2 separate regions of the Mus musculus genome follow, and region 1 is linked to region 2. A link is a contact called in public Hi-C data. All regions are on one chromosome and are shown on one strand. The core of a region is the stretch at or near the end of the contact, and the rest is flanking DNA. Distances in the headings are between cores, read along the strand shown.

Region 1 (2,855 bases), core at 205-2,704, 180 kb after region 2:
ATATAGACCAATCATCAATAAAGCATTGAGAGAAATTGAACTCTAAAGTCTTTTTTCTGTAAGCTAAGTGAGAAATGGAATTGGCCTCCTGTCTCAGCTCAAATAACTACTGAGCAGAGTTATTTGGAGTTAGAGTGGTTAATAGTAGTTAGAGTGGTTATCTATAGTTCTTGGGTTCTGTTCTCACCACCAATATGGTGGCTTACAATCAGCACAATTCCAGTCTCAGGGGATCTGGTGCCCTCTTGGGAACTCTAAGGGCATGGGGCACACACATACTGCACATGCATACATACAGGGAAAACAACCATACACATAAAATAAATATTAGTACTAGTAGTAAATTCTAAGGATAAATAAGACTGGACATGTATAGGCCAGTGTGTTGGTTAAGGTCACATTCAGCAGAAAATGTTTGGAGGTTTGATAATGCCTACACTATGAAAATATTTTCAACCTCTGCAACATTCTTAAGAGGTTAATGTTTTCCTACTGTCTTTAGGCTATTGGGCTTAAGTATAAATTGAAATTCCTTTTCTTTAAAAGTACCATTTAGCTGTAAAGGCAATGGCTGTGAATGTGCCTGACAAGAAGAAAAATGTTAAATTTCTTAATCCTTTGCCTTGAGCCTGGAAAGTGTAAGAAGACAGAGAGGCAGAGGCAATGTTTCTGCCACTCAAAACAGGGCTGCAGCTGTTTTGCATCAAAGAAAAGGGTTTTAAACTCTACCACGCTGAGTTTAGAATACCTTAAAACTGCCTCCCTGTGCATTGAAAAGGAATGTCCACATTCTTAAGAAAGGTTTTAAGTTATTTACTGACCAACATCTTAACGTGACCTCGATCTAAAGTTTTAAGCACAAAAGATAAAACTCCTAATGCCTTTGCAAAATCTAAACTCCTCCAGCAACTGAGCAGCTGGCTATGATTAAAACTGTAAATAGGTTCAAGAGACAGAATCCTTTCCCAGGTCCTCTGTTTATGAATCACCCACCCAGAGACATAATTCTAGTGGAAAGAGAATTTCCTTCTAAAGCAAAAAATAAAGTCTCAGGCATACTGCAGAGGCCTCATCGTTCACCCACACTGTTGCTCTGCACAAACCAGGCTCATCTTTCTTTGCCATAAGACATTTGTAATGTTGATGTGTAATCAGGAAACAGTTTTCTCTGGTTTTCATTTTCATGGGAAAGGAAAACATTAAAGCTGCCTTCCCAGCAATTGCAACTTAAGCTCCAGATCTTGTTATGGCAAATGAAAGATCTTTTACCCAGCAAGCAATGTGCTTGGTGGTGAAAATCAAGCAAGTTACTTAAGGGTGCTCAAACCAAGATTAGACAAGCCAGACTTGAGCTCCCCCTGTTCCAAATGCAAATGTTTAGTTTACAGATCAAGATAGAATCCACTCTAATCTGGGGTGGCGCAGGGACTGCACTGGGTTGTTTAGGCAGTTATCTAACAAGTCCCACACTGCCTGTCAGAAAGCCCCTAATCTTCCTGCCCCAGCAAGAACAAAGGCAAGTGAATATTAACCCAAGTAAAAATGAGTTACAGGGGCTCTGGCTTAAGCTGAAGTTTTCTTAGGCAAGTTACTTCAAACATAGCCATTACTTTGAACACACTGCCAAATATATACCTGCCAAGTACACACACACACACATACACACATGCATACATACACACATACATATACATACACACACACACATGCACTATTGTGCCTGACCATGGCCACTTTTTTTTCTTTTCCTCTCAGAGAGTGTGATATTGAGAAAAGTAAATGCATAGATAGTATTAATATGAAAAAAAGAATTGACATACTACATTCAAATCAGACTTGAAAAATCTGCAACTGCTCTTTATATGGTATGAAACATAAAGAGAATAACCCTAGTGACTATGGTTGCCTTTAATAGTAATGCCTAAGGTGAAGTGACATGACTTCTAGGACTCCTATATACCTTCATCATCACCTTTGCTTTGCATTACTTTTCTGGATGTTGAATAGAAGCCGTGAAGGATAGATTCACCGTGCCCATGTCACTGACTTCCTGTAGAACAAGGTCACAGATGCACATGTGGCCAGGGCATTTTGTGTAAACTGTAACACTATCCACTCACACTGTCCTGAGATAGCCAGGCATATTGGTGAGGCAGCAGTGTTTTGAAATAACAAATTGGATTCTTTATTTAACTGATCCTTTCAAATTTTGTTGAAGAAACTTAACCTGGAAATAATAAAGCCGAGTAGAATAACTGAGAGAGCTCCAACCAAATGTTCTGCAAAGGTCGTTTTCCTGATGCGGTCATTGATCTGAGAACCTGCATTGGTCTTCACTTTCTTCGAAAAGTGAAGTCTTATGTAGAACCTTTTACTTCCCGGTGTCTATTCTTACCCAGAGATATACTTCCTTTGTATTTTTGGTTTTGTTGTGATAGTTGTTGTGTTTGTTTCAAGACAAAATTTTGCTAGCAAAATGGCACCAGATAGATTCTGATGTCATGGACTTATAGAAATTACCTTACACTCTGATTTTTATTGCCCTACCTTTACTACTAGGCTATGTACCCTAGTCCACAGGAAATACATGTCTAACTGCCCAATTAAAACTAAAGAATCAAGCCGGGAAGTGGTAGTACACGCCTTTAATCCCAGCACTTGGGAGACAGAGGCAGGTAGATTTCTGAGTCCGAGGCCAGCCTGGTCTACGGAGTGAGTTCATTAATTCATACTAGCTCTGAGAAATCATTAACATGAGAGTTAGTTTTCTACTTCGTATTGGGAGAGAGAATAGCAAACTAATAATTACCAAAAAAACAAACAAACAAACAAACAAACAAAAAAAAAAAAAAACA
Region 2 (2,700 bases), core at 5-2,504:
CCCTTGGCCGGGTTCACGAAGAAGATGAATTCATTCTGGTCTTGATCTGAATGAATCCCAGCCTCTGGTCAGGTGGGCTTCCTCTGTCCCTTTTCCTGCTGGCACAAGACCCTCCATGATTCTTTGGAGCTGATGTTGCATTCCACTCACCCATGATCCCGAGGTGATCCCGAGGTCCTGCGGTGTGGAGAGTATTCTGGAGCCCTTAGTGGTCTCTGCTGGGTTTAGAAGAAAGATGGCATGTGTTTTATGGCATGTGTTTGTGTGCGGGGGCGGGGGGGGGGATTCAGAAGGAAGATGGCAGGGGTCCATATTTTTCTTTTATGTTGGAAAAAATTGTAATATTCCAATAAAATTCAGTCTTTTTAGCTTCTCTGTCATGAATGTAATTATGTCAGGTTTTTCCTCTTCTCTTGATATTTCAAAATGCACATGAGGCATTCATTCAGCAATGGAGAGATCTTGCTACATATCTGCACACCATACTGATGAATTATATAATACCTTTTCAATAAGAAATAAAAACTAGCATTTAAAAAGACTCTAGGCAAACCTGATATAACCCAATTACATCTGCTCATAATTGATAACTTCAAAATTGAATGAATTTCATTAAATCAAGTCTTCTAAAGAGTAGTAACTACCCAGTTGAATTTCAAACAAACACACACATGCATGCACTCAGACACAAATAGGCACATTCACACACATACATAAACACTCACAATTATACACAGGCATACACACATGCACATCAGCAAAGTAATAGGAGAATGTGTTTCCATCAGATAAGAGAGATGGCCATATGTCTGAAACCATCTTAAACCATCATAGATCTTAATTAGACTGCAGAATTCTAAGAAAAGGAAGTCTGGTTATCTTTAGAGTAAACAAGGGCCCTGAGCTTGTCCCCATTTCTTGGTGAAAGTGCCAAGATGGCAGCATTAGAGATGCTGCAGGAAGTATGAAAGTGAAGATCACAGAGATGAACAACATTACACACAGAGACAAGTTACAAAACTTTTAGTGCCAAATGTGTTCAGTTAGAATCCTTGGCTTGCACCCCTCCCCCACATGGTCCAGCAAATTCCATTCCTCCCTCTGTCTCCAATCCCACCCAATCTGAAAGCCTCCCAACAGAAAAAGCAGAAGAAAAAAAAAATTCAATCTCACATTCCTGACATTCCTGACAGATATCCCAATCCTCTCACCTGAAGTCACAGCTACTCAAGCTCACCCCTCACCACAAGCAGACAGCCTATAAAAAACTTTCAAGCCATAGTCAGCCTGCGACTCATTCCAGTCTCATTCTTGAGATTGGTGAACTCATTCCTGCCTTTTTACTCATAATTTGACTGAATTGGCTTATTTTTTTTGGTAGAGAAAACCTATCAGAATGAATCCACTTTTAGGAAATTCCAGAACCAAATGAAAAGGAAATTAGCTAAAGGACAAATTGCCATTCAAAAGTCTAAGGCTCTTTCTCTAGCAAGGTACTCAAATATTCACAAGCTGTTGTGTTTTATAATTAGAGCCAGGATATGTTTGTAGAGCCAGGTATGGTAATGTGGGAGGGGTGCCTCAGCAGGCTCATGATGTGGCATCCCTTCACCCAGAGGTGCCAACCATACAACAGGTAGAATATAGAATAGAGTTTATTTAGGGCATAGGAAGGGGAGTTAAGAAGAGAGTAGAGACAGAGAAATGGAGAGAGAAATGAGAAACGGGAGGGGGGGAGAAGAAGAAGAAGAGAAGGAGAATGATGAGGAGGAGAGGCCAGTGAGGGACACATGGAAAGAGAAGGGGGAGGGAGAGAGAGGGAGAAAGGGATCAGGGAGAGAAGGTACAGAGAGAGTAAGAGAATGAGGAGGGGCCAAACATCACCTTTTATATCAAGCCAGGCCTACCTGGCAATAGCCAGGTAACTCTTGGGCAGAGGTTGGAAGAAATGTCAACATTCCTTCATTTTAGTTTAATTTTAAAAAGGAGAAACTAAGAAGAGGCAATAGTGAAGCATGAATCAGGTAATTATGAGCTTTGGGAGCCTGTCGTAATAAGCTTAGACATTTAACATTATAATTAGCATATTTTGACAAGATTGAGAGCCAATATCTATTAAGCATATCTGAGTTAGACAATCAGTGTTTGTTTAATTATTTGTTTTAAAATGCATCTAGCAAATAAAGAGAGTACATTGTAACTTAATAGCAGTAGAAAAAAAAAACAAGGCTGAACATCTTTAACTCAGTAGTCTTTAACATTTTACTATTTTAAATCTTTAAATTAGTGTTAAAATTATTATTTACCAAGGCAGGATAGAAACATAGGACAACTTCATCTTCATTGAAATATCTTTGGAGACCTTAAGTCAGGCTGTTTTAAGGTGAGGAGGCAAGAAGGTGGGAAGTGCCTGTTACAAAGATGACAGATGGTTGTGAGACTGCCCTTAACCAATATGTTGCTGAAGCTACAGCCAGCCATGTGGCCACCCTTAGATAAGATGACACAGTGCATAGAAAAACTTGATCTGCCCAATTGAAGATGGCAGACTGTTGCAGTAAATCTCCAACCCCAATAAGCCCAGGAAAATAACTCAATTATAATATTTATAAGCTACATATCTAGATTGGACAGATAAGCCACTACACTACTCTATTCTCCAGCTATGAGATCCCTTGCTACTAGCAGCTTCTCCAGGCT

The links. Hi-C and Micro-C count contacts between places; a contact is called where the count stands out from the background.
Region 1: a Hi-C map of embryonic fibroblasts shows a contact between it and region 2, with 7 times the contacts expected there. The contact joins two enhancer-like sites. A contact is called at or near these places in 3 of 484 Hi-C or Micro-C datasets (the G1E-ER4 cell line, embryonic fibroblasts and nephron progenitors).

Annotation. Positions count from the first base shown.
Region 1 is chr1:45,760,162-45,763,016 of GRCm38.p6, forward strand. The region is part of intron 1 of Gm51621 (a long non-coding RNA gene); the gene reads right to left. Among named protein-coding and RNA genes, the nearest start is that of Gm51621, 3.5 kb to the right of the region's middle. Within about 2 kb of position 1,455, at least 61 of the 459 cell types and tissues checked have an H3K27ac peak or open chromatin away from gene starts, as enhancers often do. A contact at or near this core is called in embryonic fibroblasts, where this site is marked.
Region 2 is chr1:45,579,472-45,582,171 of GRCm38.p6, forward strand. No RefSeq gene overlaps it. Among named protein-coding and RNA genes, the nearest start is that of Col5a2, 78 kb to the left of the region's middle. Within about 2 kb of position 1,255, at least 25 of the 459 cell types and tissues checked have an H3K27ac peak or open chromatin away from gene starts, as enhancers often do. A contact at or near this core is called in embryonic fibroblasts, where this site is marked.